4 separate regions of the Danio rerio genome follow, and regions 1, 3 and 4 are each linked to region 2. The links are chromatin contacts, called in public HiCAR-type maps. All regions are on one chromosome and are shown on one strand. Each heading gives the region's core, a stretch centred on a gene start, on an enhancer-like site or on the middle of the called end of the contact. The rest is flanking DNA. Distances are from core to core; before and after follow the strand shown. Region 1 holds the start of LOC101885436 (cannabinoid receptor 2-like). Region 2 overlaps ndst2b (N-deacetylase/N-sulfotransferase (heparan glucosaminyl) 2b). Region 3 holds the start of si:ch73-127m5.2. Region 4 overlaps ndst2b (N-deacetylase/N-sulfotransferase (heparan glucosaminyl) 2b).

The links. HiCAR-type assays count read pairs that join an accessible place to other places.
Region 1: a HiCAR-type map of caudal fin shows a contact between it and region 2, with 4 times the contacts expected there. The contact joins the promoter of LOC101885436 here to the enhancer-like site in region 2. A contact is called at or near these places in 7 of 18 Hi-C or Micro-C datasets (caudal fin, embryo, fibroblasts and 1 more) and 2 of 4 datasets of contacts at active chromatin or transcription factors (caudal fin and embryo).
Region 3: a HiCAR-type map of caudal fin shows a contact between it and region 2, with 5 times the contacts expected there. The contact joins the promoter of si:ch73-127m5.2 here to the enhancer-like site in region 2. A contact is called at or near these places in 4 of 18 Hi-C or Micro-C datasets (caudal fin, embryo, hematopoietic stem cells and 1 more) and 2 of 4 datasets of contacts at active chromatin or transcription factors (caudal fin and embryo).
Region 4: a contact with region 2 is called in a HiCAR-type map of caudal fin, with 6 times the contacts expected there. The contact joins two enhancer-like sites. A contact is called at or near these places in 3 of 18 Hi-C or Micro-C datasets (caudal fin, embryo and fibroblasts) and 2 of 4 datasets of contacts at active chromatin or transcription factors (caudal fin and embryo).

What each region holds. Positions count from the first base shown.
Region 1 is chr12:37,095,252-37,102,295 of GRCz12tu, reverse strand. LOC101885436 (cannabinoid receptor 2-like) reads left to right here and starts at 4,614. Exons shown (of 2, transcript XM_068224805.2): 1 at 4,614-5,157; 2 at 5,236-7,044. The coding sequence starts at 5,250. The coding sequence ends at 6,203. si:ch73-127m5.1 reads right to left here. Exons shown (of 15, transcript XR_012388102.1): 10 at 3,586-3,727; 11 at 2,299-2,580; 12 at 651-773; 13 at 1-21.
Region 2 is chr12:37,245,170-37,252,040 of GRCz12tu, reverse strand. It overlaps ndst2b (N-deacetylase/N-sulfotransferase (heparan glucosaminyl) 2b), which reads right to left. Exons shown (of 15, transcript XM_073918680.1): 4 at 6,869-6,871; 5 at 6,085-6,767; 6 at 4,872-5,651; 7 at 2,827-2,955; 8 at 2,553-2,735; 9 at 535-631; 10 at 205-328. The coding sequence starts at 5,117. LOC141376848 (a long non-coding RNA gene) reads left to right here and starts at 6,652. Exons shown (of 3, transcript XR_012388112.1): 1 at 6,652-6,871. Within about 2 kb of position 2,655, at least 10 of the 62 cell types and tissues checked have an H3K27ac peak or open chromatin away from gene starts, as enhancers often do. A contact at or near this core is called in caudal fin, where this site is marked.
Region 3 is chr12:37,014,590-37,021,418 of GRCz12tu, reverse strand. si:ch73-127m5.2 reads left to right here and starts at 5,418. Exons shown (of 4, transcript NM_001278598.1): 1 at 5,418-5,542. It overlaps syt15 (synaptotagmin XV), which reads right to left. Exons shown (of 11, transcript XR_012388105.1): 9 at 4,532-4,684; 10 at 3,540-3,686; 11 at 2,700-3,399.
Region 4 is chr12:37,116,618-37,124,172 of GRCz12tu, reverse strand. The region is part of intron 1 of ndst2b (N-deacetylase/N-sulfotransferase (heparan glucosaminyl) 2b); the gene reads right to left. Among named protein-coding and RNA genes, the nearest start is that of ndst2b, 6.8 kb to the right of the region's middle. Within about 2 kb of position 3,507, at least 3 of the 62 cell types and tissues checked have an H3K27ac peak or open chromatin away from gene starts, as enhancers often do. A contact at or near this core is called in caudal fin, where this site is marked.

The DNA.
Region 1 (7,044 bases), core at 3,365-5,864, 150 kb after region 2:
CGGGACGCGTCACTGCCAAACCTGCAGAATAAAACACTCATTCATATCACAACATTTCAATCGATGAAAACACTCATTCATAAAAGACATGAATTTGCTGATTATACCACAGTGTGACTTTGGTGTTAATTTAGTTGTTTCAATGTAGAGACTTCATTTAGTCATTATAAAACTGTGCATAACTGTTTCATTATAGAGCATTGTGTAAATACAAACGGTACACAAACATGTACTATTATTTCTGCTGAAAACATGAATTTTATGTCTGATATGCCAAAAAAATGTGACCCTAAATAATATGAATTTATTAATATTGACACTGCAAATATTTCAATATGTTTTGGTAAAGTAAATGAAAAAAAAAATCCCATTAATCAGATGAAGAAAAATGCCCATTTACTTGCCCTGAAAATATTTGGTATTTGAACACTAACAGAACAAATAGTGTTTTTTTTTTTTGCTTGTCATAATAAATTTAATTGGATAATTTTTAGGACTAAAAATATGTGTTTCTAAATTGTCCACTTGTTTTTGTGCACTCTCTGATTTGATGAAAAACATGTAATTAAAGATGATTCTGAAGAGGTGTTTGGCCTTGGAGGCTCATTGTGTGTGATATTGTGTTGTTGTCCAGCAGGTGTCTCTCTGACCGTTTGAAGCAGTGCGCCGCAGTGAGCAGCCAGCAGGAGTTGATGAGAGTTGCTCCACACAGAGGCTGGTTCCCTTTAGACTGAGATCTGAGCCACAGAGACGCCTGCCAGGGCCAGTCACCCCTGTCAAAACACATGCAGAAACACAAGAGGTGAGGAGGACACACAGGTGTAAGTGAACGGAAAGTAGAGTGTCAACATTGTGATTAAACAGTAATTATGTATTATGGGTATTATGGGTTTTTTAAAATGACCTTCCATGTCTTCCATATTTTCCAGTGATTGAAAATATCCATCTGAGGATTAAATCTGAATGTGCTCCTTGTTTAAAAATATTGATTTTTTTTTTCTCTGCGTCGACTCAAGAGTCGATTAAATGATTCGTAGTTTGTCCGGATCTTTTGCCTGTTTATATCGGCCTCAACACGAAGCAATACCAAATATGAAGTGCCGGATCCGGTAAAACCTGAAAGTGCCTTTCCCCTCAAACACTAGCAGAGTGCGGGTGCTTGTGGGATGGAATATGACTGAAGATGAGTAAACATTAATGAGTGAATTTTCTGATAATTAATAGAAGGATCAGCAAAGACTATTTGATGAAAATATGTATATGACTTTGTCAGACCTTGACAGGACTTTTTGTCAGTAACACAGTTCATATGCACCAGTTTCTTCTTCCTTCAGACCTCAAGTTGTAAGTAAGATTAAATAGGTTGCCTCTTTGTTTTTTCTAGCTTGCAAAATATGTATTTTATTGTGTTGGGCTTGTACGATATCTGGTTAACTCTTTACATTAACATATCACATCTAAAACCGTGCTGAATGAATGAATGAAAAAGTAACATTTTAATACAATTTTAAGTCTTAGTAATAATATTGTTTCTGTAATGTTTATTTTTTTGTTATGTTTAGCTTTAATTTAACTACTGTAACTTTGACTTAATTGTTTTTATTTTATATATTTATTCATTCATTCATTCATTTTCTTTTCGGCTTCCCTTTATTAATCAGGGGTCGCCACAGCGGAATGATCCGCCAATTTATCCAGCAAATGTTTTATGCAAAAGATGCCCTTCCAGCCGCAACCGATCACTAGGAAACACCCATACACTCTCATACACACATTACACTACGGACAGTTTAGCTTACCCAATTCACCGAAGCACCCAGAGGAAACCCAAGCCAACAAGGGGAGAACATTATTTTATATATATTTAGCTATTTTAATACCTCAGTACTTTTAGTACCGCAGACAATATTTTCAATTTTAAAATAAATTCTCAAAATATAAAAAAAAAATGGAATTGTTTTTTTTTTATATTAATATTTTATATTTTTTAAATTTGATGTTTTAAAAATGTTTGGCCCATTTGAATTATATATATAATATTATAATATTAAAAGTATATATTATTTTCTTATATTATCTTTTATAGTCTGTCTTTATTTATCTTTATATAGTCTGTTTTATACAAGAGTATATATTTGATTTACAGATAAGAGGATACAGGAAGCTCTTAGTAAACAACTATAATTTTTATAACTATATTTGATGACATTATTAATATTTAACTTGCACTAATCCTTGTAGGTTATAAAATAAGTTGTACTTGAGTACATTGTATCTTCATTGTGTCTGACGGTGTACCTGAGAGATTTGTAACCTCCAACAATCCTCTTGCTGCGTCTTTCGGCTCCGGCTCTGAGCCCGCAGGTGTGTGTGCCCACAACTGCAACGTCAGCCTCGGGCTCCGGCTCATAATCACACACCACACCTGCATCCTGACCATGCTTACAAACATGGCTGTCCTGTCCTTTAGAAGGACATTCGCCGAGGAGAGACTCCTTCCCAGTGCATCTCACATTGGACAGATGGATGGTGCCTTTACCTGCTCCAAAATATCCCATCGGACGTGCTTTTGATTCCCCACTGCCAGAGAGAGGAATGAAAATCAACTCAGAACTCATCAGGTTTAACAACAGAACCTATAGGGGACCATTGTACAGCTAAAACCAACAGCAGATATTTGATATGGCAAAAAAATGCATAATGACACTGAATTAATAGTCTTCACAAAGGAATGTCTAGATTATAATTATGATCATAAAGGATTATTTTAGTTATTCAATATGAAGATAATGCAACTAACACAACACTGGCCAATGTAATCAACCCAGCATCATTGATGGCATTTAGAGCCTGTAACAGCAGGTTGACAAACATAACTCACCTGCATTTATCAATTGAAACTGATTAGTGTTCCCTAGCAACACAGAACATTAAAACAAGTGCACAAATAAAGGCTTTATATAGGCTAGGTACAATTGCTAGTACAAAAAAAATGCTGTTGGGGATGTTTTGATCCATTCTGGGGTGATTTTGAGTCTTAATTTGGCCACAACTTTCTCTGTGTGTTTAGAAAATGCAATGATTTCTGGTGACAAATCTTATTTTGACACATATTTTGGGAAAATGCTTTGAAAATGTAAAAAAAACACTACACAAAACATTACACTCTTATTTACTACCCTTTTACTATGTTCATAGTTTTCTTTTTAACTGCAACTGACGTTCAACTGTAAAAATGACACATTTTACCTCTTCCCAACAGGGAAAACCACCAACAATCAAGAATGCATGATTATATGCTGTCACGGCTTTGCAATAAAAAATGTCATTATAATGGAAGTCAATGGGTCAAAAACAGCCACTAATATAAAGGAAATGTGGTAAATCTGAACAGTTCACTTGGGCTCACAACAGGGGGATGCAACACAATTTTAGCTAGTCAATGACTTTTTGAAGTGGTCTTTTGAAAAAGTTATGTACTTTTTTAAGATGCAATTTTATGCTGTGCCTCTTGAAGTTTTCTAGAAATATTCCTACTGATCATAGAATGACTTTAAGCTATTTTGAGGTAAAATGTCTCCTTACTTGAATCCGAGCTGTCTGCAGACGACGGCAGCATTGACATCATTCCAGCCGTGATCACATACGCTGCCCCATTCGCCATTAAGAAACACCTCCACCCGGCCCTCCTTCCTACTGTCACCACCTGCCAGACGAACCAGAGGCCCTGAAACAAACAAAACAACAATAAAAACAGAGAGATGAGTTAGATTCTCTCACGTCATTTAGAGTGTACGGTTAAAGTGAAAATTATATGCCTTTCTGTTGAAATGTTTTTTCTTTTTCAAATGATGTTTAACAATATTTCCTATATTATTTATTCTTCTGGAGAAAGTTTTATTTGCTAGGATAAAAGCAGATTTTAATTGTTTTGATTTTAGGGTCAATATTATTAGCCCCCTTAAGCAATATTTGTTTAAATTCAATTAAGAATTATTTTTCAACGAAACAACATTAGTATTTTTTTAAAACAGTTGCTTAAGAAAACAATATATATATATATATGAGACCAAAAAAATTATATATATATATATTTGTAATTCAGATAGTTTGCACTTAACAACTCAAATGTTTACTAAGGAAAAGTTTTATTTGTCTGACAATTGTACACGTTTAAGAAAAGTCTGTCATTCTGTCTGTCTGTCTGCCTGTCTGCCTGTTTATCTGTCTGTCTATCTGTATCTATCTATATGTCTGTCTGTCTGTATCTATTTATCTGTCTGTCTGTCTGTATTTATGTCTCTATCTGTTTATCTGTCTGTCTTACTGTATCTATTTATCTGTCTGTCTCTATCTGTTTATCTGTCTGTATCTATTTGTCTGTCTGTCTGTTTGTCTGTCTGTCTGTATCTGTCTGTCTGTCTCTATCTGTCTGTCTGTCTGCCTGTCTGTATCTATTTATCTGTCTGTTTGTATCTATCTATATATCTGTCTGTCTGTATCTGTCTATTTATCTGTCCGTCTGTCTGTCTGTCTGTCTGCATCTAATTATCTGTCTGTCTGTCTGTCTGTCTGTCTGTCTGTCTGTCTGTCTCTATCTGTCCGTTTGTCTGTCTGTCTGTCTGTTATTCTGTCTGTCTATCTCTAAATATTTATCTGTCTGTCTACCTCTCTGTCTGTCTGTCCGTCCGTCCGCCTTCTTATCTATCTATCTATCTATCTATCTATCTATCTATCTATCTATCTATCTATCTATCTATCTATCTATCTATCTATCTATCTATCTATCTATCTATCTATCTATCTATCTATCTATCTATCTATCTGTCTGTCTGTCTGTCTGTCTGTCTGTCTGTCTGTCTGTCTGTCTGTCTGTCTGTCTGTCTGTCTGTCTGTCTGTCTGTCTGTCTGTCTGTCTGTCTGTCTCTCAATAACTGTAAAAAAGTGAAAACCTTTAAAAAAAAAACTTGTTAAACTTAAATTATTTTTCAACACCTGCTTAGCAACAAGTGGTTTTTAAACGTTTTTTGGGCTTGACCAATCATTTTCAAAACCATAAAGGAAACTGTTGCATTTCGTGCAACACGCAACAATCTAGATTACAGACACCAGCCAACAGACAGCACACGGAAGCAGCACACATCATAAACTATTAAAGTAAGTAAAAACTACAAAAGTAGCTAACAGCACACTGTAGAAACCTAATACCATCTACCATGTTGTTTTTCTCTACAGATTTAGCAATAAGGATGATGAATTCCTCCTGTGATAACATCTACATGGTGCTCAGCAGCTCAGAGAAGGTGGCCATAGGTACGATCTGTCTGCTGATTGCTCCGCTCAGCCTCATGGTCAATGCTCTCGTCCTGTTTGTGATCGTCTGCTCTAGAAACTTAAGAAGACAGCCGTCGTACCTGTTTATGGGAAGCTTGGCATTGGCTGACACCATTGCTTGCTGCTGTTTCACCATCAACTTCCTCAATTTCCACCTTTTTAATGAGGATTTCTACTTTCAGAGAGCAGAGTTTCTTCTTAAACTTGGTGGCGTGTCCACAGCATTTACGGGATCGGTTGGAAGTCTGCTTGTGATGGCAGTGGATCGCTATCACGCAATATACAAGGCTGGCACTTATAAAGTTCTGCTCACAGTTAAAAAAACATTGGTGTGCATTTTGGCATTATGGATCATGGCTGCTCTCATATCCTTCCTTCCTCTGATGGGATGGAGTTGTGAAGATTCTCCATCATGCTCCAATCTCTTTCCATACGTGGATCGTAGCTACCTAGCATTCTTTGCCAGTCTTGTGTTGGTGGTTCTGTTTCTCATTCTGCTAGCTTACGGTCTAATTGTATGGTGGGCTCATAAACACGAAGCTAACATGTGTGCAGAACATCCAGGACTAGCACGCATTCGTGTGGACGTTCATCTGGCAAAGACGTTCGCCTGTATTATGCTGATTCTGTTGGTGTGCTGGCTGCCTGTGCTTTCGTTTATGATGACAGATGTAGTTACGACAGAGCTTTCAAAACCACAGAAAAGGGCATTTGCTTTTTGCAGCGTATTATGTCTGCTGAATTCAGGCATCAACCCGCTGCTGTACTCCTTGCGCTGTCGTGAGCTACGTGCAGCACTGAAATCATTACTGAATGTTTTAGGGAAATGCATGGGTTGTAGATTACCCAGACCAGGTTGTAGTAAGTAATATGATGTTAGTTTTGCATATATAGCATTTTTTGAATCTGTAAAAAAACAAAAGAAGGATCTGAGGGTGACGAGGAAGCAAACATATTCAAGATCAGCTTGTAAATCAGATTTTTTACTGTGTTATATTTTAAATAAATATTTTTTCCCTTGAATAAATATTAACTTTAATTAGCAAACATGTCGCTGTCTTCTGACTTAATACATAAATACACTTCATTGAACATGTACACATAGATATCAACTATATACTATACAACTGCAGGTTAACTGTATACACAGTTGAAACCAGAAGTTTACATACACTCTAAAAAACGGGAACGTAAACATTTTTTTTAAAAATGTCTGATGGTAAATTATACTAAACGTTTACTACTTTAGGTCCGTTAGGATCACCTAAATGACTTACATATGCTAAATGGCAAAATAATGAGAGAATGTTTTTAAGAGATTTTTTAAAATAAATTTTTTAGTCAGTCAAAAGTTTAAATACATTTCCTTGATATTTTTTTAGCTTTGCTTTTAAACTGTATAACTTTGGTCAAATATTTTGGGTATCCTTCCACAAGCTTCTTACAATAGTTTGAAAGAATTTTGGCCCATTCCTTCTGACAGAATTGGTGTAACAAGAAAGCTTTTTCAAATCTGCCCACAAATTCTCTATAGGATTGAGTCCAGGGCTTTGTGATGGCCACTCTAAAACATTCACTCTAATTTGGCATTATGGTTAGGGTCATGTTTTTTTTTTTTTTTTTGGAAGACCCATGTGTGCCCAAGTTTTAATTTACTGGCTGATGTTTTGAGATGTTGCTTCAGTATTTCTGCATAATGTTCTTTCTTCA
Region 2 (6,871 bases), core at 1,406-3,905:
TAATCAGTTTAAAACAAAACCACAATTCTTTTGAATTAGAGATTTAAATGCAAGTCTTTATAAAAAAAAATCATGCATTCAAAGGTAAAATGATGCCAATAGTTTGATGTATTAAGCCTGATCCAAAAATGAGTTCTTGAATTAAACTGGCATCTAAGTTAGAAAACAAACAAAATGAGGCCTGAATGCAGTTGCCATGGTTACCAGTCGATGCCGCGCTGGTAGTTTGGTCCGCTGAAGAACTGCACCTCCTCAAAAGTGATGGGGCTGGGGTAACTGCTGCTGATGGCAGGATGAAGAGAGAGAAACGAGTGCAGGGCTGTAGTTCCTATACAAAGAGCATGACCGCAGAATAAAGCACAGCATTCAGATGGTTTCATCAAATATTCATCTCATTTCCTGGAAACATTATGTTGTATGATTTAAATGCCAAATGAAGGGCTCTACATCATAAAGCATTAATTATTAAACAGCATTTGAGATCCTTACGGTTTAAATGGCTTAAAACAAATCGTAGTATTAATTTAGTGTTACCGGTCTTCTGTGGCCCAATCACTAGGAATTTGGGCAGTCTGTCGCAGGTCTTCTCTTTGGACCAGATGTCTTTGTGTCTCTTGTCGTGACATGGATTCTGTTCATCGGGGGAGTATTTGTTAGTATAATGCGAGCATAAATATGAGACAAATATGAATCACCTGTAATTAAAACTAAATTAAGTTCTGCTGTTCATTATCATAACATGAAAACATTGATTGCAATTTAGGTATTGTTTTCTGGCAGTTGTTAACTGGCCACTTTATTAGGTACACCTCACAAGTACTGGGTTAAACCCTATTATGCCTTGAGAACGGCCATAATTCTTTGTGGCATAGATTTAACAAGGTGCTGAAAACATTCCTCAGAGATTTTGGTCTATATTGACCTGATAGCATCACACAGTTGCTGCAGATTTGTCGACTGCACATCCATGATTTGAGTCTCCCGTTCCACCACATCCCAAAGGTCCTCTATTGGATTGAGAAATGGTGACTGTGGAAGCCATTTGAGTACAGTGAACTCTTTGAATGTTCAAGAAACCAGTCTGAGATTATTTGCACTTTACGACATGGTGTGTTATCCTGATGGAAGTAGACATCAGAAGATGGGTACACTGTGGTCATAAAGGGCTGGACATGGTCAGCAACAATACTCGGGTAGGTTGTGACATTGACACAAGGCTCAATTTGTACTAATGGGCCCAAAATGTGCCAAGAAAATATTCCATACACCATTACACCACCACCAGCCTGAACCGCTGATACGAGGCAGGATGGATCCTTGCTTTCATGTTATTGATGCCAAATTCTGACCCTACCATTCAAATGTCACAGCAAAAATCGAGACTCATTAGACCAGGCAAGGTTTTTCCAATCTTTTATTGTCCAATTTTGGTGAGTCTGTGTGAATTGTAGCCTCAGTTTCCTGTTCTTAGCTGACAGGAGGGGCACCAGGTATGGTCTTCTGCTGCTGTAGCTCATCTGCCTCAATGTTGGACATGTTGTGTGTTCAGAGAAGCTCTTTTGCATACCTCGGTTGTAACGAGGGGTTATTTGGGTTACTGTTGCTTTTCTATCAGCTGGTACCAGTCTGGCCATTTTCCTCTGACTTCTGGCATCAACAAGGCATTTGTGCCCACAAAACTGGTGCTCACTGGATATTTTCTCTTTTCTGATAATTCTCTGTAAACCCTAGAGATGGTTTTCCATGGAAATCCTAGTAGATCAGCAGTTTCTGAATTACTCATACCAGCCCGTCTGGCACCAACAACTATGCCACATTCAGTCATTCAAATCACCTTTGTTCTCCATTCTAATGCTCGGTTTGAACTGCAGCAAATCGTCTTGACCATGTCTACATGCCTTAATGCATTAAGTTGCTGCCATGTGATTGGCTGATTAGAAATTTGCGTTAACGAGCAGTTGGACAAGTGTACCTAATAAAGTGGCCGGTAAGTTTATGCATTCATTTAAAATAAAAGGTTTAATAGGCCCTTCTACAATATAAAACTACTAAATATGTTATTATTTTTAAGAATTCAACAATAATTATTTATAATGTATTAAAGTATAAGACTTTACTTTTATGTTAGTATTAGTACCAAATGTAGACAAAGGGGAGGGCTGACAAAAACTACACACACACATACTTATTGTAGTGATGAGTTGTGATTATTAACATATATAAAACAATGACTGATTAAACTAAATTTGAATACATTTTAAATAATGTCTATTATAATATGTATTATTTTCATGCTAACAAATAATAAATAATAGTGTTAAAGTATAGATTAAATATTGCAACAAGAAATACATTTTAATGGTTGACTAAATCACGCAAAACGGTATGATTAAAGACCATTTAACTGGACACATCCTAATTTTAAAAAATAAAATTCATCTTTCATAAAAACAAAATGCATCTTTGTCCCATATTTATGAGTACATTTGCGAGATTCACCCTATAACAAAAGCTCCAGCAATAATAAATCACAAAAATGTACTTGCACAAACCTGCCACAAGGGGTCTCTCTCATCAGGGAAAATCTGGAAGTATTTGTGAGCGAGTCTGACAGGAGGAAGCGTCTGCAGGCGCAGGTGAGTCCAGCACTGCACAAACCTCACCAGAGACTCGAAGGTGTACAGACCCAGCCGGTCATTGCCATAGTTAGACAGGTGAGTCATGAATATACTAACCTACTCAAAAACAGACATTTGTCATATTGCAGAATTAGTGTAGGCGTCGACTGCATTTGAGTTAGGAGTTTTCTGTGGGTGTGAGACTAACCGGATTGAGCAGCACTGTGAGAAACAGCTCCCCTCCACGAATGCTTTTGTCCAGCTCCTGAGGGCCACCAGGATAATCCTTATAGAAGATGGTGTGTGTGAAAAGCCCACAGGTCTGCCGGGGGAGAACCTGATGTACAAAAACACAAACAACATATTGGTCAGAAATCTTAACAGTTTTGGTAACTTGAAAGAGAACTTGATTCTACAGCATTTGAGTAGTTCATGCTAATTTATGATTATGTTCATTACTTAATATGTTCATGTTCACAATCGTTACCCTCATTTAAGGCAAAACATAACAGGCAAAACTGTTGTTTTTCCCTGGTCATTTTTACTGGCCATTTTACATTCAGAATATCAAATTAATGGAAAGAAAAGATACAAAAATAATTAAATAATTTCAGCTTTCATTAAACCGATTAGTTACTAATAATTAGTTACATATACTAGATAATGCATTATTTAAAGATTTCATCAAATCTGTAATAAAAAAAACCAACTGTCTTAATGTGGTGTAATTAATTTGTTATAAAGTATAGAGATCTGTACTAATTTTAACATATTCATGTTGTATTATGCTTTTAAAAAATTTGGTAACACTTTCTAACTGCACACTATGAATCATCTATTAAGCATTGATATAATAGTTAATTCCTTATCTGTTAAGTATTAACCCAACATTAATAGATGTTAGTAAGCAGTTTATAAATACAGCTACAAACACTTTATAATGTGCTTAATAATGGTATTTTCATACTTTGTTAATGATTAAAGTATTGCATTATTTACAAACTACTTATTTAAGAATAGTTGGTGTTATTTTAAGATAAATAAGAATAAGTAAAGTGTGGACAATGTATGTTTTATAAATCCCCAATGAATAACAATTAAAGGCTCAGTTATATTGTAGACAGGAAAAAGGGGGAAATAAATGACTATTAATTTCTATTTATTTAAAGAAAGACAAATGAAACTGAATCAAATGAAAATAAATCTTTGCAATCTTATGTAAAATAAAATTAATTTGCAGTTAAACCATCGCTAAATAACCTTGAAATTATGTTTCATAATATATTGTAAATTATTATATTGTCGTTGTTTTATCCAATTTTATTTAATTGTATTTTGACACTCCTGCTATTCATCAATGTTTAAAGTTTACAGCAATCTTATTTTTATTTTAGATAAGATTGCAAACATTTATTGTTCATTTGATACTGAGCCTTTAATTGTCATTTATAAGTGAGTATAAACCATAAATAGTCCTCACTTCGATTATTTCAAAAAACTGCATGAAGTTGAGTTAATAAAGCATTTATTAACATACATAGTATATGCCTGAATAATAAAATATATAAATGTTGATTTGAATAGTTTATTAATTGTTTACTAACTCATTCTGAATGATTCTAAAAGCCCTTAACTACTCTTATTTACAAATGGTTTGTAAAAATTGCAATACTGAATTTAGTAATAAACAATTAATCAGTAATAAAGTATGAAATTACAATTATTACAGTAATTATATAATCATATAGTAATTATAAGTAACATTATAAATGTGCTTATAAGTAAAAAATACAGCGTTGTATTTGTAAAGTGCTTACTAACGTCTATTAATGTAAGTTAATGCTTAACAGATAATGAATTAACTATTTTTAATATGCAAAAATAAATAATTTAATAAAAATATTAAAATGTCTTTGCTTTGCATTCAGACAACCTAACATCATGTTTTAATAACAGGGATCGAAACCCAAAAGTGTAAATTTGCTCACTATTTAGTCACCCTCAAGTGGTTCCACACCAGAGATTTTGTCTTCTGTTGAACACAAAAAAGATCATTTGAAAAATGTCAGAAACCCGTAACAATTGACTACCATAGTAGGAAGACAATGATTGCAGGTTTTCGTCATTCATCTAAATATCTTCTCGTGTGTTCAACAGAAGTAAGAAACTCAAACACATTTGTGAATAATGAGTAAATGATGACAGAACTTTCAGTTTTGGGTAAACTGTCCTTTTAAGGTTAGGCAAACCTACCTGTATGCCATTGTGTATGAAGCCCCGGCGGTAGCGGGCAGGCCTGAGATGAGGATATTCCTCTGTGCTCGTCACCTTGATGCCCCAAACACTCTTCCAGGCCTCATAAAGCTGACTGTGCACAGGATACACACCTGAGTGATGTGGGGCTACAGCGTAACCCATGTCTGTGGGAATCCCATGCTCCTGAAACACACAACTTGCAATTATTCTATAAGCAGGATAAATCCAATCCTTGTGTGGCATGTATAAACTAGAGGTGTAAATGTCTAAGTATCTGTGGCCTTTTGAGATGCAGGTAAACAATTTTTAGTAAATAACATTTTAATTAATCGATTCTTAAATTCCAAGATAGATGCTTTACTCTGTGTTGTCATCTTTCAAAAACTCACTGCAGTAGAAACTGCTATAATGTACTGTATCCTACATCTGGAGATGCTTCATGCAGCATATATTAGCTTAGTCGCTTCGCTATGTAATGCAGCTGTTCATGTCTTAAAGGAGATCTTGGAAAATGCTATTGTTAGCTTGATAGCAATGAAAATGATTTCTGAATGCATGCAAGCGCAATAGATATCATCACTACAATAACATTACTTAGGGCAGGTGTGCTCAACCCTGTTCCTGTATATTTCAGGTGCATCCCATATTAAACACACCTGCCTGTAATTATCAAGTGCTGTTCAGGTCCTGATTAATTGGTACAGGTGTGTTTGATCAGGGTTGGAGCTGAACTCTGTTGGAGGGTAGATCTCTATGAACAGGGTTGAGCACCCCTGGCTTAGGGTGTACTCACACTAGGCTATCCGAACTGTGCCCAGTTTGTTGACAAGTGTGAATGCTCCGAATCGCACCCAGGCTCGTTTTGTATGACAGGCCCCGGCCCGGTTGGAAGCTTTCACCTTCAGCAAACCTCCTTTTTCCTGCAGGACGATTACTTTCAAGAATATTTTCAAGCGTCAAAAGTGGTGGATGTGTTCAGTAATATATTTGACTGTGTCATTGCATCCCAAATGACTTAAAATAATACAAAACAATATAACTACTAAAGCAATCTCCACTGTACTGAGCCAGAACTTCTGTGAACAGTTGCATCATCGATGATGTAAGCATGCTCAGGGGCGGAAAGTAAAATTGCAGTGTAGGCCGAGGGGGAGAGGGGACAATCACACCCAAGCATGGTTTAGGGTAACTGTGCCTAGTGTGAGTACACCCTTGGGTTGTTGATGTTTTTCTGCCTTTCTCTTTTTGACAGACAGGTAGAACAGTCTATCATAGTGTTCGAACCGAACATTTTGATTGAACAAACTTTTCTTGGTCTTACATCTTCCACAGATTATTAAAATCCATATAAATACATTTGAACCTTAACTTAATAATTGCTATCAGGATGTGAAGAGACTCACAACCAGCATAACAAAAATAGTTTCTAAAGACAATCACCTATTGCAACTTTGAGTAAAAATAAATAGTTAAAAGCACCAGTATGTTTGATCCATGCATCAGTATTACTTTGTTCTGTGTTTGTTTTTAGTAATACAAAAAAAGAATAAAGCAACTGTTCTGCATCTTAAATGATTGCTTGTAAGTTTTGTATTTTTTTAAATGACTAATTTAACTAAATACACCTCTCTGAGTAGTGTTTGTATTTGAATCAAATATATTTGATAAGCAAGAAGTTGTAACTAAATATTCTTGATGCATTTGTGCAGCAGGGACAGTGATCTTGATCAGGGCAAACCTGTGCAAACTGTCTATTAAGTCTCATTTGTTCTGCCAGCACGCTGACGTTGTGGAAGAGATGAGGCTGCATGTGACTCCACATGTGCGGAAACCACCAAAACTCCTGCCGGTGACGTAGCAGCGTGTCGTCACCCTCGTCTTCTTCATCTGTACCTGTAGAGAAGAAACATAAATGAGAAAAAAACAACCAACAATGAGCAGAGATGATGGGCGCTTTTATTTGTGTTACTCAAGCAACGTTAGCTCCATCATACCTG
Region 3 (6,829 bases), core at 4,169-6,668, 230 kb after region 2:
TTTTTATTAATACACTGTAAACCATGTTTGTAAATAACGCAGTATTGAACTGTAGTATAAACTGTATTTTAGGGGCTTTCACCCCTGTGAATCGATTTATTTGTTCTGAAACATGGATTAACATTGTTACATTGCTCCTTTCTCTTCTTGGTGCAGTTCACTTTCACACGGAAAAGTTTCTAAATGGACCAAAATAGCTAAAACAAGTCATGTGTGAGAAAACTCTCCTCATGGAGTTTCACGGTTTATTTTGCAAAGTCCCGTTCAGCTGTTATGCGTCCTTATTAAAGTTATGACGATAAGCAATTAGACAATAAGCGATGTGAAGACCGGGGGGGGTGGTGGTGTTTGACAGGATGGGTGCGACGTATCTGAAGAGAAGATCGAGGAGGGATGGGGTGGGGAAGGGTGACAAGTGTACACGACGTATTTGAGGGAGACGTGCGATTTCCGGGAGATTATCACTGGTTTGTGGGCATCCAGGAGTCTCTGTGCATTTGCGGGAGACTCCTGGAACTTCTGGGAGACTTTGGATTTCTGGAATGACCTCTCGCCCAACTTATAATTCTCTCTTCATTTAGCCGTATGCCTATTACATATCCATAAAACACTGTGATATAGCCGGGCTCTGATCGTATTGCTTTCTTACTACAATCGTTCCGCTCCAGAGTTCGTTTCAATTGAGCCGAGACCACCTCATTCAGGCTATCTCGGCCCGTTTGTTTTAGTGCGGATCCGAGCGCGATTGCTGGATTCACATATGCCAAACGAACTGTGCTAACTGAGCAAACAAGATCGGTTCCAAAACAAAAGTCCAGGTGTGAAAGCACCCTTACTGTAGGACAGTTATGCAGCTTGTTACTGTACTTTAAAGTCGCATTGTGAAAGTTCCTGTATATATTATAGTAAAGATATACATATAATTCTGTAAATACATATACAGCATGTTAAATAATGGTGTAAATGTAAATACAGTGTTTTTGCTGTGATTGATTTACAGAAAGTTACTGGCAAACTGCTGGCAGTAAGTTACTGTAGATTCTACAGGAAATTGTTAGCAGTGTAGTTAGTAAGGTGGTAGTTAGGTTTGACATTGGTTAGGTTTAGGGATGTAGATTTAGATCTTACTTTATAAAAAAAACTGTTAATATCTTAATAATAGGCAGGAAATACGCCAGTAGTGGTTAGTGTGAATTGATACATAAACTATACTGCTTTCCATCAGATTGTATTAGTTAATGTAAGTTAATGTATTTACTAACAAATGACAATAACAATACATTACATTGGCCTACAGCTAGCTTTCTGCAACTTTCACATGGTCACCCACTGAAGCTAAGCAGGGCAGCGTCTGGTCAGTACCTGGATGGGAGATCACATGAGAAAACTAGGTTGCTGCCGGAAGTGGTGTTAGTGAGACCAGCAGGAGGTGCTTAACCTGCGGTCTGAATGGGTCCTTATGCCCCAGTATAGTGAACGGGACTCTATACTGCTTAGTGAGTGCCGTCTTTCGGATGAAACATTAAACCGAGGTCCTGACTCCCTTTGGATGTTAAAAATCCCAAGATATATTTCGAAAAAGAGAAGGGAAAAGCACTATATAAATGTAAGAAATTATTATTATTATTAATTACAGTATTAAAAGGCACCTATGATGAAAGTCAACTTTTATAAGCTGTTTGGAAGAAATGTGTGTAGTGTGTCCACAGTCATATATGAGTGATATAAACACAACAAGTCTCAAGTCCCAGACATTAAAATAGGATTCAAATCCCAGTGATTATGAGGCCGGCCGCAACGTGACATAGAAGTGCGATTTTCCATGCCTACTGAATTGATCGACAGGTGCCATGTCTCAATAACAACATGTATGAACATGTCCACACAACATTTTTTTGTAAATAAACTGGGATTAAAATATTTGTTACAACTCTCTGTGATTTCTATAAATTTAAAATGTTTATAAAACAGAGCCTGTTTGTAATAAAGGTAGTTAAATCGCTGTGATTGATTGATTGATTGATTGATTGATTGATTGATTGATTGATTGATTGATTGATTGATTGATTGATTGATTGATTGATTGATTGATTGATTGATTGATTATAGTTTAATTAAATGATACACAATAAAAACTGAGCCAGAAATATGTTTGGCTTCGTGTTTTATGTTTTTATTGTCAAGAAAATAATGTTGCAATTAGTATTTTAACATGAAACTATTGTCACAATCATATCTGACCAAAGCAATTTTACAATGCATAAAAACTATTTTATTTTGGCAAAAATTCAAATAAAAATGAATGAGAAAATTTGCTTCAAAATGCTGCCCTAAGGTCAGTGCATTATAGTAATATTAAATATGTCCATTTTATTGCTGCAGAAAATTTGTCTCATGTTTTTCTAGTTCTGCAAAGTCTGTTAAAAATAATTTATTAGTTTTAACAATTCCCTTTTCATATTTTATGAAGGAACTGTGAAGTAAATGATAACACTTCATTGTGCTTTCAAAGACTGCAATGATTTTTTTTTTTTTTTTTTTACAGTTTAAAGAAAGTTACTTGTATAATTCACACAAAGCTTCCGGGAGAAAAGGGAAGATTCAATACTAAGATATCCATAGTTCAGCATAATAAAATTGATCTGGTTCTTGGCAGGTCTTAAAACGTGGAAAATAAAAACTCATATGAACAACATCACAACATTTTGCACCGTATTTATTTAACAAAAATAAAGACTTGAAAAGCCATGGGTGACAGCCTAGATTCAATCCACTTTAAGAAGTTACTTGAAGTAATCATTTTCTGCAACATTACATCTCACATCATTCTGAAGGAATTTTGGTTCCCCTTTATGATGTTGCTCCAGTAATTTGAGGTTTGTAGACATTTGTTTCTGCACAGCATTTCAGTCTGGATGAGCTCTGGACCCTTATTTTCAGTAATTTTGTTTTTGGTTTTGCTAGTGTGTTTGGGTCCTGTTGCATGACCCATGATTTAGCTATCAGACAGAGGGTCTCATTTGACTCTAAAACACATTGGTATACAGGGACGTTCATGGTAGACCCAATGACTGACATGCTCAGGTTAGTTATTGTTTAAGGCCATTTGGTGAATTCAGTGATCATACAGTAAACACCCTTTCTCTTTTCATCAGTGGCATGCAGTCTAAACAGTCTCTGGGTAATTGGGTGCAAGTATTTTGGACATCTTCTTGAACACTTATGTCTACTGATGCCTACTAATGTTTCCAGATGATTTGCTGCATTTTTAAAGCAGCCATGTCTTGAGGTTGTTCAGTATGATGCGATTTACGTTCTTCGTTGGACGTGAATCACAGGACTGATTTTTCCACTCAGCGTATCATCTTAGAGAGGAAAAAATAAAGTATTGACTGCAGGCTGAGGGAAAATAGTGGAGCAAAAGTACTGATACAGCACTAAAAATCTATTCAAGGATAAGTAAAAGTTCATAAACTACTCAGTAAATAACAATTCCTGAGGAAAAACTACTCAATTACAGCAATTTAAGTATTTGTTACCTTGCGCCATGGCTTTCATCAAACATCTCCACCGTGGTCTGTGGTCTGCTGTGAAATTCTAGGTTTGTTGACCCTTTTTCTGAGCATTACACAGTCTGATCTTTGGGTTGAATTTGCTTGGTGGTCTGCTCAGGGGAATACTGGTGCCTGTTTTGAATAAACAAACTTCCTCAGTGTTAAATTATGGACTTCAAACTGCCTGGAAATGGCCACATTACCCCTCAAAGATTGATGGCAGGAGCAGTTATTCTCCAAGATCACTGCCTTTCCTCCTTGCCATTGTTTAATACTGAAGACTCCAGAGCAACAAACTGCCAAAACATCTGCATTTCTAGAGATGCTCACACTTGATGATGATCATCTAATTAAAATCATTTCACATAGCAGTGCTCTTAATTACGATGTGGGTGTTCTAAGCTTCACACCTATGGGCTTTATTTTTGTGAACGACACAATGTGCAATATGTCATGTGTTGTTGTTCATGTAAGGCTTTATTTTTCAGATTTTAAGACCTGCCAAGGACCAGATATTTTTCGTCATGATTGTTTGCTGGGGTTACTTGTGTTGATCCTTTTTTTTTACTCTTCTGTGCAATTATATTGGCTTTTACAGATGATTGTCAATGTGCAGACAGACAGACAGACAGACAGACAGACAGACAGACAGACAGACAGACAGACAGACAGACAGACAGACAGACAGACAGACAGACAGATAGATAGATAGATAGATAGATAGATAGATAGATAGATAGATAGATAGATAGTGCAGCTAATCTCTTACAAGAGCACCAGAGTCTTCAAAATTATCAAACAAAAATTACAAATGCTTTATCCAAACCAATAAATAATAATCATTTTGAAAATGCACACCTAAATGCAAGTATTTAATGCAGGTAATAGGCATGTAAAACATGTAACATTCATATCTTGGGTATATACAACCAAAATAATGAGTTTTGGCAGACCTTTTATTCATCTGTCAATCTGACCTGGCACATCTGATGCAGAGGTTGCTGAAGAAGGAGATATTTCTGCTTTTCCAGCACATATTACATCCGTCTCTTCATCTCTGGTCCCCTAGTGTCTCTTGTGCTGACACTTCATTTGTGACCAACAGATAATGTGGAAGATACATGACTTCTCTGCGTCAGGAAGAAACAACAGAAAAATGGAAAAACACAACCTCTTGTAGCACAGAGACCTCTCTAAACAATTACTCTCATCAATAGCTCCCAGCTCTCCTAGCTCTCTTCCACTGGCTAAATTATCAAGATAATGGGTTTGGCTTTAATAATTAGCACTTAAGACTAATTGTCCAACTAGCTGAAAACGCAAATAAACATTAGGGTACAGGCCAGCTTTGTGATGGGCAGCATCTAATGAGATCATTAGAGGTGGTGAAACGAAGCCATTTGAAAATACATACCGCCATCTAGTGCTAACAATTAATAGTGTCTTTAAAAATAATTATTATATTGTTATTTTGTATTTTCTGTAACCATTAAGAAAAACAGGCCGTCGTCAATATATTTCTAGGGGCAAAAACAATTGTTTTAAACATGAACATTTAACGTTACTTTCATGTCAAACTTGACACAAATGCAAGTGATTAATATCCAGGAATTATATACACCACTTCGACGTAAGATATGCAAATACATCCAATTTCACTGTATACATTTGTCAATAACATTGTGTAACAAACAGCGAGACATAAAGCTTTGTTCGCGTCCATCCATTTTAAGCTCCGGATATTCCACCTCTTTACTCTGACGTAACATGACTGACACATGCCTCGTCGAATAAGCACTAAAGATGAATATGATCGACAGTGACTTTGGCCAATGAGCGTTCGAGCTCCGCCAGCTATGGCGTCTGTGCCTCATCTGCTGATTTGCAATCCGCCGAAATAGGATCGGTGAAGAAGGGGACCTTCGATCGGCTCGCCATGGACTGTTCTAGGATCAGTAAGGTTTAAATACGACTCTAACCATTGAGCGGTAAGTAAGAATACTGTCAGTAACTTGTGTCCGATTGAAGGTTGGCATTCGTAACCAGAACAGTCCAAATATAACCGAGCTTTGGACTCTTTTGAGCACATGAATACGGTGGAATATCACGTTTCAAACATAATGGTGGCTTTGGCCTGTCCTACAATTCATCAAAACAAGTAGATTATCTGTCCTCTTCAAATCAGCACTGACTTGTGCACTTTATGCACATATGCATTCTCAAAATGCGAAGTAAACATAACATTATATCACATACTTGTACTTTGCCAAAAGCATATTCTGCACCCCATTTTTTATGAACTGTGTTGTTTAACGCAGTGTGTAGAAGAAACATACCGTCGCGCGCTCACGTGCACGCGCTCCAAACTTCAGCCGTCTCGCGCTGATGGGACGCTGTCAAAAACGTCATGTGCGCTCCTGTCGACCAAATATTAATGAATGTTTAAGTTTTGATCATCAGTGCAACAATAAGATCGAAATGCATGCTCTTTACTTTGTTATTTTTGTATCGGTATTAATGATTTTTTTTGTGCAAATAAAATATCAAAACATCTTTATGGTATGAACTTTGGCGATAATTGGTATGAACTTTGGCGAAATAAATACAATAACAAAAACAAATGTCTTTTTTGTCTGAAAGTCAATTATAAAGTGACAATAAAAGCAATACCTACTTTTCTTGTGGCTTAAATGTAATGAATTAATACTATAAATATGTTATGAATTTAGCAACTAAAATTCAATACATACCACATGAAAGTGGTGTAAACATAAGAAAACCATACGTAATCAAACATTATTTATTTCCCCCAATAACTATACCTCCTCCAATATCGTGTTATATAGGGGAGAGTGGGGACAATTGCAACACTTTTTGAATTTCCTTTAGTTTCTCAGAGACATTTTTTATGTGAAAGAAACTCAATTTTTTATATTATAAACCCACATCTATCAGACACCCATCCACATTGCTATATAGATATGACAATATATACAAAGTCAAACGTTGCAACTGAAAGCGGAGGACGGTTGCAACAACCCACAGGGACAACATTCAGTAGAATGTAATAATAATTACAAATTATTAAAACTAAAACATCATTAAATTAAAACCTTTATTTTTTGTAAACAGACTATGGTAAATATAAATTAGTTAAATGTGTTAAATTGGCCATAAATACTGATTGTTAAAAGAACACATAACAACCAATTATCAGACCTAAACAATATAAATATATATTTATTTTTTCTTGCCTGAAGCTTTACTAAAGGTGC
Region 4 (7,555 bases), core at 2,258-4,757, 130 kb after region 2:
ACGGGATTTAGAAAATTACTATATACTACATGCAGTGCGTGTAACAGCCCTAAGTGAATGAAAACATCCAGCTGAGGTATAAATCTGAACGTGCACCTTGTTTAAAAATATAGATTTTTAGTTTAAAAAATTTGACTCAGAGTCGTTTAAAAGATTTGTCGTTCGTCCAAATCTTTAGCGTGTTCGCATCGACGTTGACACAAAACATTGCCAATTATGTTCTATGCCAGATCTGGTAAAACGTGAACGTGCCTTTCCCTTTAACCGCTAGCAGAGTGCATATTTGTGTGGGACTGATCATGACTGAAGATGAGTAAACCTTCTGGTGATTAATGCAATAATCTACCCTGCAACGGGGGATTTGTGGACCATTTTTTTAAAGGAAAGATCATAGAAGACAATTGCTGTATGGGACTTTGTCAGAGCTTGACAGGAACTATATCAGTACACAGTTCATGGATCAGTTTCTTCCTTCATTTCACACATGTAAGTATTGCGATTAAAAAGGTTGCCTCCTTGTTTTCTCTAGCTTGCAAAATGTGTATTTAATTGTGTTTTGTTGCTTGTAATTGCTCCACACGGCTTGTTTTGGATCTGGTTAACCATTTATATATTCTCACCCCACATCTAAAACCATGATGGAAATGCAGCGCGTGCTGCTTTATGTATTTAAATGCATTTGTAAGCTCGCGATCCTCTGCCGTTTGTCATTGCTATGGCGATCAAGTTTCAAAATAGGTCAGCTTTTGCCACTGTGTTTCTTAATACTGAATGTGTGTCATGGTTAAGAATAGAGCAATATGCTTGTGTTTAACTTGCGCTGAATGCAGTCGACCCCTAAAACCAAAATTTGACCTTTTCAATGCATAATAGGGGCTCTTTAAAAACATTAGATATGATTTTTCAGCTTGACATATGATTTTAAAAATTTCAATTCTTCCTGTTGAATTCTTGTGGTGTGATATATAGCACCAAAATGTATTACGATTGCCATTTTAAGACAATTTAAACACTATAATAGCATCACAATGCAAGTACACTTTCAAAAAACACAAATACTTTATTCTTAAGAATATTTAATTTAATTATAGTTATTTTAACCATTTAATAATTAGGCATTGGAATCAGAATGTGAAAACAATCCTAAACAAACGTTAACAGAAAAGTCCAAGGTAAAAAGAACAAGAGAAAATGGTAACAGGTCTATTTTCAGTCGTCAGGCACCCACATGAAAATATACTAGAGTAATTTCTAGTAAGTACTATAGTGTTTTTTCAACCATACAGACACTGAGACCTCCAATAGAGATATGGCTGTGGAATCAGCTAAAATATGGCTATAATTGGTTTTATGTATGAGCGATATTTATTGCACCACCAAAAATTATTGAGAAAATGTCCAAATGTTGTGTAATATGCCTACTAGCGATACAGGATCAAACTTTTCTCTGTATAGAAATATAGAATAACAGTCTTTAAAATTTCAGTCTAATAAAACATGTTTTATAATTAGGGATGCTTGACTGTGGTTGTATGTTGGTGGTGCATCATTCTTCAATAAATACAAATGAAATGAGTCAACCTAGAGTGACCATTTCAGCATCTAGTATAAACAGTTTGGTCGTGCCTACTCTCAAAAATACTATTTGAAGGGTGTCTTTCATATATGTTTGTGTTAATCTCTTGCAGTTTATTATTTGAACACTTGTAACAATGGTGCAACATGGTAATACTATTTATAATAAAAAGAAAGAGATAGCTAAACCAAAAGGTGAACATTTACTAAGTATTTACTAAAGATGTGATGTGATCTCGGACAAGATTTCTCGTTGAGGTGAAAAGTTGTCTTGTGAGTTGTGATAGAGAGTGAGGGTGAATTTAGCACTGAATTTGTGTTGCATGTCACTCATTTGCTTGGGCGGGTGTGACATAACTGTTTTTTTCACCGGAGTTCAAAGATTGCTGCGTCTAAAAGCAGAGGCTGCTACAACTGCTGCTACACAAATTAACCAGTTTGTAACTATGCGATGGAAAAGCACTATTAGATATTCTAAAATCACAATCGCTGTAAACACAAATCGAATTGAGACGTGGAGTATTCCAATTTCAGTTGCATCACTGAAATGCAGTACAGACATTGAAACACCGTAACCAAACAATTACGTCATGTAGGACTTTTAGCAGCAATTGCAATGATATTTCATCCTTAAAGAATTATTTAAAATAGTTTAAAATCTTGTCTTGTTCTCGTGAACACAAGATGAGACACGAGATGAGACACGAGATGAGACACGAGATGAGACACGAGATGAGACACGAGATGAGACACGAGATGAGACACGAGATGAGACACGAGATTGGGGAGTAAGCGTCTCGTCACACCCCTAGTATTTACTCACCCTCCTCTACTAATACTCAAATGGGCCATCAAAATAAAGGGGTATCTTTTGGGTTCAACTCATAATGGTTTGAGCCAAGTAAAGGGTGAGTAAATGATGATAGAATTTTCTTTTTTTGGTGAACCATCCCTTTAATGAGCATTACTAAAGGATCCAATTTTAATTGGAAACTACCGTTAGAAAGCATCAGGCAGCTAAATTTACAGTCAAGATCTTCTGGATAATTCTCCCAATTGTTTGTCATTTAACTAAACACATCATGCTGGGACTCAAGTTATCAGGGTATTGGTTCATTTTTTAAGAGTCTTACTGATAATTGGCCCTAAGATCTAGACAGCAGCTTTATTACAAACCAAACCTGGCGGTCTACAACCATTTAAAAGGAAAGTTCTCCCAAAAAATGAACACTGTTTACTCACCCTCAAGTGGTTTCAAATCTCCTTTATGAGTTTCTTTCTTCTGTTGAACACAACAAAAATTTTTAGAAGCTGACAAATTGTAACCATTGACTTCCATAGTAGGAAAAACAAATACTATGGAAGTTACAAGTTACATGAAAAAGAAAGAAAGTCAAACAGACTTGGAAGCAATAGAGGATGAGTCAATTACAGTTTCATTTTTGGTCTAACTATCCCTTTAAGGCTTCTTTCGAATTGAAAGAAACTATCTTCTCTGTCAATATCAGAACTTTTAATCAGACCATAACCTGCCCCAGAACAGGTTAGTCATGGAGCCAACTTCATGGTCACTTAAACCCAGAGTTGGTGCAAAAGAAACTAAAACATACCTGGCTAACCAGCTAAACTGGCTTCATAGGATACATATAATAGAATGCTTTCTTACAATTTCAACAAATTAAACCCTGAAACATAACACAATTATATAGCCAGTGTTCTAAAAAGCTCATTTATCTATGATGCATATACAGACTTGTCTAAATTAATACTGAGTTCAACTGGCTAACAAGCCAAATCCACCAAAATATCTTAATAAACTCAAAGTGAATCACTGCACTGAGAATTCAGTGACTCACCGAGCAACGTTTTATACATACTGGTTAGGCCTGCATCATTCCACAACCACAAACAAAACATCATCATGCCAACCAACACGCTTATAAAACAAACTCTGAAAGGACAATAAAAAAGCATTGCAAACGTCTAAACTATGAAACAGCCAAGAGACAATCAATCATTATAACCATTAACAGACAATGGTTGCATGCGAGTACTACTACACTACTGCAATGAATTGAGCAAGATTCATCTAAACATCTCATTTAGTTCCATTAAATATAGCAAATTATCCATGCTGAAAACAACATCTACCTATTAAGGTATGTTAAAGACACTTTATCAATAGCTGAATTCATGTAGGTCCTAATAATTTGGTATGTAATTAAAATTATAGCCCAGTAGTATCCAAATAAGATACTGTAAGTCATATTTAACCACATCATCATTAAATTCTTTTAAATTTAATTTGGACTGTAAGAGGTTATTTCTAACCTCGTCATGTGAAGTGTGCAGGAAAACATTGAACATATCAGTCCTTACGACTCTCATCCACAGATGCCTTATTTTAGGTGGATTTTTAGTACTCAATAAATATAAGCAGCACAGAACAAAGCTTCATGTGTTCATTGCATTCCATTTAGGATCCAAGATAGATAAATCAAAGAAAAAAAAAAACAGGAGGATGGCTTAGAATGTGATTTTTAACTCAGATCCATATAATCATGCAGTGGGAATACTCTGTTAGAACACTCTTGAATATAAAGACTGAAAAATGTTCATTCAAAAAAAGGACTTATGGATGTTAAATGGAACAAATCAATGCCAATAAGGAACCATCGTTTTCAAGAGTCAAGCTTGTAACTTCTTCAATTGCTTGTCCTCTTCTAAACAATGTTTGAAATGCTGTATTGCCAGCACTTCTTGTGTTATTTTCCTCTTTTGGGCCAATTGCTTGTTGTATTCCTCATTTGTGAGTAAGCCTGGATAAACACGTTGGCAGAATTAATGTAAATACACTATGTTTGGAATAGGAATCAATGAAATATCAGCTACCACATTTTTTTATGTGATTATTATTGGCCCAATAAGAAAAGTATCAGCTTGATTTATTAAATATGATTATTTATCCCATTTTTTTTTTCTGAGGAGATAAAATGTCAGCAGTCTGGGAGATGTTCACTGTTAAAAATTCCAATTTGTAAGTGATTTTGTGGATAGAAAGATCTAAATGTTAAAATAAAACCAGCTGTTCACTGGAATTGTTTGCGTTCAGTTCCAACACAATCTCACGGCAATTCGTAACTTTTTCATTTAGTGGCTAATTCGTATGAATTCGTACGATCTAATTCGTACAATTTAGTACGATTTGCTTATCCCCCAATGACGGTTGGGGTTAGAGGTGGGGTCAGGTGCCACGCCTCCTTTTTAAAATCGTACCATTTCGTACGACTGAACTCTTACGAATTCGTACGAATTAGCCACTAAACTGGCAAAACGTAAAATACTTACGTTTTCTCGTGAGATCAGGCTGTCAGTTCCTAAAACCAAGCTTAAAAGATAACGATATCAAAATTTATATGTATCAACCTACATATTGTTTACTGACTTTTAAATATACAGAGTTATATTCAAGATTGGTTTAATGAAAAGATGTGCTTTTAATAATAATAATAATTCCTTATATTTATATAGCACTTTTCTAGACACTCAGATCACTTTACACAATGGGGGTGATCTCCTCATCCACCACCAGTGTTTACCATCCATCTGGATGATGTGACGGCAGCCATATTGCACCAGACCGCACACCACACCAGCTGATTGGTGGAGAGGAGACAAAGGCTGTTTCTCAATGTGCGTTCTTCAGCGTTCTTGCATCCTCGTGTTCTCATGTAACGTCATCATCAACTGCCAAAGTTCAGTTCCAATACTCAAGATTGCAAGAACGGAGGACGCATGAAACTTCCCAGATGTGTTTTTGATAAAAGACGTATGGATGCAGACTTGAGCACCGAACTCGCTCTCTAGAAGTCCCAAAAGTCTTTGTGACTGGAGGTGGGAAGCAGAGCATTTTATATAGGTTTGTTATTAAAGTTCAGAGATTTGACTTATTTACCCGAGGAGTTTTCCTAAATGAAAAGGTAAATATAAACAATACCATAAAAATCTTAATAAAGGAAAAAACAGATTAAGAGTGTTCATTTGCTGAAATTCATATCAAAATCTGTTTTATTTATATTGTGCAACGTATATTTGTAAGGTCTTTATATTTATATATATATATATATATATATATATATATATATATATATATTTTATATATATATATATATATATATATATATATATATATATATATATATATATATATATATATATATATATATATATATATATATAGTATATATTGTGAAAAGAGGAAAAACAATAAATCGTTGTATGAATGCTGTAATGTTTAAATAATTTTTCATTAAAAACGTGTGGAGGTCATGTGACCATCTCATTTCTCAGAGGATGCGTACTGTGTTCTCGCGGTCTTTCAAGTTCGTTTTTCCGAGGTGACCTAGCAAGACCGGTCTCCACGCAAGTCTGTTCTCTGTGATATTGTAATTGAGAAACAGCCAGAGTGAAGCAGCCAATTATGATATGGGGATGGTTTGGAGGCCATGATGAACAGAGGCCAGTGGGCACATTTGGCCAGGATGCCAGGGTTAAACCCTTTCTCTTTGTTGAAGGACATCTTGGGATTTTTAATTACCACAGAGAGTCGGACTTCGATTATACGTGAGCAGTCCAAATCAATATACTGGGACATTAGGACCCACAAAACATGTAGGTTGAGCCTCACCAACACCACTTCCGGCAGCAACCAAGCTTTCCCTGTGGTCTCCCATCCAGATACTGACCAACCACAGCCATGCTTAGCTTCAGTGGGCAATCATGTGAGAATTGCAGAGAGCTGCTGGTGAAACAAGGATAGTGTGTATTTAAACAAAGCTAATGCGTATCTTGAAAGTCAGGAACCAAATCAAACAATCAAGACTACTGTGCCATAGGCATGGTTTGAATAGTAAGGATTACATTTCATTCACTAAAGCAGGTTTTGATTTATTAACAAAGAAAAAGACATGCTTTGTTGACGCACCTATTCTAACTGTTGAAAAGCCTGTAGAGTCCACCTGACTTCAAATGAACTCTCAACTAGAGCTGTGTAATATATCGTGCCAGCATCAATATCGCGATGTGCGCATAAACAACAGTTGATTTTTTTTTTTTTTTTTTACCAGGAGCCACGGTTGCAAAGGTTAACCATTATAGAGTACAAATGTATCATTTACAAGTGCTTTTAAGGCCTATGATTGTGTGAGGAGTTTGTGTAAAGCATTCAAAACTATAACTAAATGAAGGTTAAATGTATGGAATTATTAATATGATGAGGACTACATGGTGCCATTTTTTATTAGATTATATCATTTCTGTAGCCGAATACAATTAAAACTCCCAAGAAAATGGTAAAGTACTGGTTATTTCATGTGTACTGTATCTACCAATAATGGAAATTTGTATATGAAATTGTATGCAAATCATAATCAAACTGAATAAATGAAATATTTCTAGATAAAGCTATTAAAGTCATCTGGTAAAATGGTATTGATATCGCAATAAATAATGCTGAAAAACAAAATATTGCATTGTCAGATTTTTCCAATATCGTGCAGCCCTAATGTCAACAATCAGTATCAACTGTGCACGGTAGTGCATTACATTAAAAAAAGATAATTGATTTGTGCATGTGAAAAATGAGTTAAAGGTATGACAGATTGGAGGTGCTTGTCAAGAGTAGATAAGGTAGGCCTATTTATACAGTAAGCACGTAATCTGGATTGGCTCCACTTTTATTGAGCACTGATTAAGCTCTTCATGAAGCAAATTACATCCTGGAGAATGAAGCCCACGAGCAACAATGTTTAATTATATCTGACTCATCAAGGACATCAATGAGGCACTCAATGACTGGTATTCTTCTTCAGCTCTCCGACCAGCACTCATTGGGTTCCTCATTCGAACGAGAGGCATTAATAGGTTCGTTTCAAAGGAGGCGGAAGCTCTTTTATTCCTCTCTTCTCCTACTTCAATAGCC